Regions from separate parts of the Xenopus tropicalis genome. Here region 2 is linked to region 1. The links are chromatin contacts, called in public Hi-C maps. All regions are on one chromosome and are shown on one strand. The core of a region is the stretch at or near the end of the contact, and the rest is flanking DNA. Distances in the headings are between cores, read along the strand shown.

Region 1 (3,182 bases), core at 521-3,020:
AAGAAACCAAAATTCTACGCAGCTTTGCAATATACATTTATTACAAGTTTGTAATGGTTTTTGAGTTATTTGTATTTATAATTGCTATTAGAAACAGTGTTTGCCTTTCCTTTTCTGTTCTCTGCCCTGGTGGCTCAGACTGTTGAAACAATGTAACACAGGGCAGCAGACTAACAGACCTGCCTTGCTGGAGAAGCAAGACCTTTGCAACATTGTTTAAAATGTAACAACCAGGAGTTCAGCAAATGCTTTCAATAGCAATTACATTTACAAATAACTTTTAAAACGCTACAAATTTTTAATTATTCCATATTGGAAAGTTGCTTAGAATTATGTTTTCTTTCATTATGCAAAAAAATTATTTTTGGGGTTGACATGCCCTTTAAGGGACACACAGTTACCACCACTGTTAGGTACATTTAATATAAAGTCTGCCACTTTGAATCACTGTGTATCCTTGCAATGAAATAAAACATGTTAGTATTGCAAATTCACTTAATACATTCAATGTACTTCATACATTTATAACAATTTGTAAATGACTACCTCAGACACCAGGGGTGTAAAATAGAGAAAGCAAATGCAGTGTCTCTTGAGGGACTCAAGAGCAGAGAAGGAGCCAGGTTGAAAGGTCCTAACTGAGGTAAAATGTGCTTCTTTTCCAGGTCTGAAATATGAGGGCCCTATGATGGCTTGCTGGTGTAAAGTATTGTCTAACCCCATCTTATATTTTTTTTTATTTCCTAGCTCCTGCGGTGGTATGTAATGTTACCTAAGCCTTCATAAAGGGCTTAGAAATTATTTAACTCTATATATTATAAAATAGGGATGAACATACAAACAGCAAGCAACACAGGCAGGTAAGTTCCTGACATGATGTCTTTTGTAGGCTTGGATCCTTTAGGCCTCTCTGTATAAGATACAAAGAACAAAATGTGGTACAACTAAATACTTATTTATTAAAGTGCTTACTATCAAAGTTCATGATTACATATACACACTATGGTCAATTTTATTAGGAATGAATTAACCTCCTGTATGTTTTTGGAGTGTGGGAGGAAACTAAAGTAGCTAATGGAAACTTACTCAAGTAAAGAGAAAACATACATACTCTTTGCATATAGTACCCTGGCTAGAATTGAACCTTGGACCCTGGTGCTGCAAGGTAGCAATGCTAACCATTTTGCATCTAATGATCAGGAGACCATAATGACACTAGAATTTCTGTAGGTGAAGTTGCTTTTGGTTGGAATGTAATATGAAGTTGCTTTTGGTTGGAATGTAATAACAAGTTTGCTATTTAATAGCTGTTGCTGCAACTGGAGCAAATTTTGTTTCTGTCACATTGTTATAGGACCTATTGTCTATTAAAGTTCTAGTCTGATAGTGTCTATCCTCGGTCAAAAATTTATCCATCCATCTATCAAAGTATACAGGTCATACTACCTACTGCTCCTAGTTTAATAGATTACCAATGTTTACTTTTATACAGGTATAATCAGAAGATACTGAAATACCAAAATATCTCTTGGCCGTTGTACTTTCAGGAAAAGCTATGAAATTGTCCCTTCCCCTATTGCTGCCTATCAAAACCTAGTTCCCTTTTTGTGTATAAATATTCTGCGGCTGTTTGTGAAATTGTTCTTGTATTCTATTTTAAATAAAAAGGACTAGCTTTCATCTATTTTTTTTTAGTTTGTTATGTGAGGAAATACCATCAGTTCCTCTATAAAAAGCGTTCACAGTGTCTTCACCCTACCCCTTGCCATGATCTTATGTTGCTACACAGTTTGTGTTGCCACAGAATTGTGTTGATAAAGCAGTTATCTGGAAGTCATAGTGATTTCATATGATTCGCAGACTTGGTTGATAACAACTTTCCTTTCTATCAAAGTGTGCTTTATAATAACAGTCATAGGGGCCGATTCACTAAAGGTCGATAATGCTTATCGCATGCTTTTTTTGCATTAAAAAGCATGCGATAAATAAGTACTGATTCATCAAAGTCATTTCGCATGCGTTAATCCGCATAACGCATGCGCAAAAAAAACCATCACCGCAAAGCGTTATTTCTAATGCATTGCGTTAATTAGCGAATAGAAATAGTACTGATGCATGATTCACAAATGAAGCGTTAAACGCGCAAAATATTGTGTTAATCTGTGCGAATATTAACACCATACATACACCTACTTGGGGTAGGCGGTAAAGAGGGTAGGTACTTAAAGAAAATTGCGGTTCGTGAGCTTTTGGCAACACAACATGGAGTTTGCAGTCGTATTTTTTCCAAGTCTGTGTTGGCCCTATAGTCCCTCCAGTTTTCAGGGAAATGGTAATTTTCAGAACAGTAGTTTTCAGAAAGTAATGGTTACGTGCGTAATATATCCTGCACTGTGTAAAATATAGTGTGCTTGAAAATATGTCACCGCGAGATAAATAACGCAAAGAACATCATTTCTTAATTATGACAGGTGTTCTTTTAGTGAATCAAGCGTTAAGTCGCAAAAAATAAGAAGTGATAAAATCTTTAACGCATGCTATAAATAGCACTCGTTTTATCAACCTTTAGTGAATCAACCCCATAGAGTCAATATACTCTACAGTATCATCAGTTACTTGATTTCCAGAAGTGGAAGCCAAAAGCAGATGTAGGTTGTTGATTCTTGAAGGACATTGCTGCCTTCTATTGTCTCGTAGTGAAGGATCTGGGAGGATGACATGTGTTAAGACACTTTGGGGCAGATTTATCAAAATGTGAGATTATAGCTCACCACAGAAAAACTCACCCATGTTCTATTCATTCCTATGGTATTTTTAGAAGCGTATTTATCAAGTGGTGAACTTTGATTTTTACCCATTGATAAATGCACTTCTAAAAACCCCATAAGAATGAATAGAACATGGGTGAGTTGTTTATGTATTAAACTCTAAACTCACATTTTGATAAATCTGCCTTTTTAAGAGCTGTTTGATCTGTGACATATTTGCCTATAGAAGAAAACTGCACAGCTATGTGATATACAAAATTTTGAGAACAATTACCCCAAAAGACCCGAACTACACTGCAAGAAACAATGGCTCTTTCCATTAATATGTTAAATGCTTTAGGATGCTATTGATGACTTTTGTTAAGTAGAAGGATATTGGGCTGTTGTTTTTCCTCAGCTGGAGTCTGGGGATTA
Region 2 (3,139 bases), core at 419-2,918, 62 kb before region 1:
AACTTCGAAAAGTATATAAAAGAACAATGTCATCAGCCAAAAACAGGAAAAATATTACATATATATATATATATATATATATATACATATATACACACACACATATACACACACACACGGGTATTCTGTAATACGCACTCTGTGGAAGATTTCTGAAAGTATTAAAAAGCAAACAAACAAAAAGATGCCAAACATAACCACTTTAACACCAAGGCAGGTTGTGTAAATTATGCCTATTTATAAAGAGCTGTACAATGTGGTAGTATGTTTTTTAATGTACAAAGGTATAAGTTATATCAGTGGTGTCATAACAAATCCCTTGTGTCTGGGAGTAGAAGGGGTGGTGGTTCAACAGACATCTTGTTGTCTTTTAAAAACAAATTCTGTACTTCCAAGTATTAAAATGCTATATTTCATTTAGTAAATGCCCTGCAAACTGTTGTGCTGTTGTGTGTCTCCATCCTGAGTTCCCAATTATAACCCTCTACAAGCTAGCAGCCCCCGAGCAACAAATCCCGGTATCCTTACTAGTTATTAGCAGCTGTAGGCAGCAAGTGCTGCAATATTAAATCAAAGGCAGGCCTATATTGCCCCCTAGTGGCAGTCCAACACACAGACCCTATTCTGCAGTTCCAACAGGCTGCATATAATTAATGCATGAAAGCTCTACACACCCTGGAAGAGATTTTCATTACATATGTAGCCAGGAGAATTATTGTTTTGCTCTATTGTTGCATAAAGAAGAGGGCAAGACGGTACCAGTGGCCAAACACAAGAAAGCTTTACAACTGACAAGACATTACAAACAACAAACACTGCTGTAGAGGCACGCTTGTTGGTAAGAGAGCGAACAGTACCTGCAAGCTTGCGGTTATCCAGTTTGAGTCTGTTGAGGGGATTAGTTCCATAGAGCAGGACATGGGTCTCTGTGTGCACAGACTGCAGCTCCTCTAATGTAGCCTTCCTTCCCCGGATGCACTGAGGCACAGAGATAGGAACATGGATTATGAAACATGGATGTAGGATGTTACAGAGAATCCCATTAGTAATTACATTCCAATGCTGGGTATTCAACCCTCTAAAACTTTCCAGCACTTAACAAACCCATCAAGCCCCAGAGATATACATATTTACAGCATGTACACATTTAGGGGGACATATGCAATAAGGCTCAATCACAACACTTGCAGTTATTCTCTGCTAATATCTCTGATGGTTTATCCCTCCTGATGCTGCTCTGCTCAGTGCCATTGCCCCACATTACAGTGATGATAGAAATGAGCAGGAAACATGCAACACTTCCTGCAGTAAATTAGACTTTTGCTGTTCAGTCCAGGGTGCTTCTGTTACACAATCCTGCATTTTTATATATTTAAGTTATATGGGTGAGTTATAGGTTTTGTTTAATTGTTAAGAAGCTGGAGCACTGATCAGAGCTGGATTTGCTCAGTAGGCAGTAGCAGTGAGATTCCAACCAATTTCTGCTATGTTCCTAGAGTGCTTTAATATGGTGGAAAAATAGCCAGAATGCTTATTAATGTTAAAATAATTACCCCTGGCACGTTATTTTAGCTAGGCATGACACTTCTGCCATCCACACTTACTTCACAATTATTGCGTAATCCTCTCTCTTGTAAGCGGGACCAGATGCTCTGGATTCTCCCAGCATGCTCTGGATGATTGCTGTTGTCCCCACAAGTACACTGGTGTTTCAGCATTACTGAGTCATACACAATTCCTATACGTTAACAAAAAAAAGAAAAAAAGATTATTGTATTGAGAGGGCAGAAAAGGTATGATCACTTTTAAGTGACCTAGTAGTTAATAGCCTTAACCTAATGAAGTCCTAGCAACAATATATTACTTATTATTCCAAACCTACGAGCTGTACAACAAAAGATTTATGACCCTGTTATTATTATATCTCCTTTTGTCCTTTAAAAATATGCAGGCGAGTCCTTGTAGGGATTTCCAACTGATTTATATCTAGCAGAATAGCAGAAGTCTCTAGTGTGACAAAAAGAGGGAAAAGGAATTCCTTGACCCATGGGATTGTGCAGTGCAGCTGTGTAAGCCTCACGCTTGCGGTTATCAAGGTGCAGGCTATGTATGTGTGTATGTATGTATAACTTTATTTATAAAACGCTACAAGGATACACAGTGCTGTACAATCTTACAGTATATACAATTAAACACAGGGAGGTCAAGTGTCATAATAAACACAATAAATAAGTATAAATACAGAGAGATTAAGTGCCATGTGGTATGAGTAGGAAGGATATCTGTGCCACACTGCTACTCCTAGTACCTAAATGAAAGCAGGAGGCCTTCTCATTAAGACATTCCTAGTGTAATATGAATATTTGCAAATTAACTGGTGGCTGTGGCTATAGGCACTGGCTTCACAATAGTATTCAATTGCTGGAGCGGTGATGATCAGAAGAGTATGTCACTTCTGTGCATGTGGGTACAGTTGTAGATATAAAGTATTAAAACTACAGCCACCCTATATCTGATGAGGCTGCACGTGCCTGATTATACAATGACATACATATCAATGCATATTAATATACATATACAACTACTGTTATATTTGCTCTACGGCGAGACTGCTCAGAAGCTGGAATATGCCTGAACTTGCTATTAATCTGTTTATTGCCCCCATCCAGCGTCCATTTAGCCCACTTGAGGAATAAAATGGGAATTGAAAAGAATTGGTTCATCTTTATGTTAACTTCTAGTATGTTATACACAAAAAATGACTTTTTGTGCATTGGGTTTTTGGGTGCAGCCATTTAAACTGCAGAGTTAAATGAGATATAAAGAGAATGCACGCCTTAAAGGGGTGGTTCACTTTCACATTAAAATTTAGTATGTTATAGAAAGGATAATTCTTAGCAATTCTCCAATTAGTTTTCATTTTTATACTTTTTTTAGTTTTTGATTTTTTTGCTTTCATTTTCTGACTCCTTTCAGCTTTCAAACTGGGGTCAAAGACTATGCCAGCCAAAAAACTCGTTTTTTGAGGCTACAATATTATTGCTTATCTTTCTGTTCAGGCCTCTCCTAAACCATTGCCTGGTTGCTAGGGTAATTTGGACCAAAGCAACCAGATATCTGCAAAAATTCCAAACTGAGA

What was found. A called contact is a pair of places that touch in the nucleus more often than the background predicts.
Region 2: a Hi-C map of liver shows a contact between it and region 1, with 2.1 times the contacts expected there. The contact joins two enhancer-like sites. A contact is called at or near these places in 4 of 5 Hi-C or Micro-C datasets (brain, liver, neurula embryo and 1 more).

What each region holds. Positions count from the first base shown.
Region 1 is chr2:144,172,594-144,175,775 of UCB_Xtro_10.0, reverse strand. All of the region lies in intron 2 of hdac7 (histone deacetylase 7), which reads right to left. Among named protein-coding and RNA genes, the nearest start is that of twist2, 100 kb to the left of the region's middle. Within about 2 kb of position 1,770, at least 1 of the 11 cell types and tissues checked has an H3K27ac peak or open chromatin away from gene starts, as enhancers often do. A contact at or near this core is called in liver, where this site is marked.
Region 2 is chr2:144,234,995-144,238,133 of UCB_Xtro_10.0, reverse strand. It overlaps hdac7 (histone deacetylase 7), which reads right to left. Exons shown (of 24, transcript XM_004911917.4): 12 at 1,605-1,738; 13 at 858-978. Among named protein-coding and RNA genes, the nearest start is that of twist2, 38 kb to the left of the region's middle. Within about 2 kb of position 1,668, at least 1 of the 11 cell types and tissues checked has an H3K27ac peak or open chromatin away from gene starts, as enhancers often do. A contact at or near this core is called in liver, where this site is marked.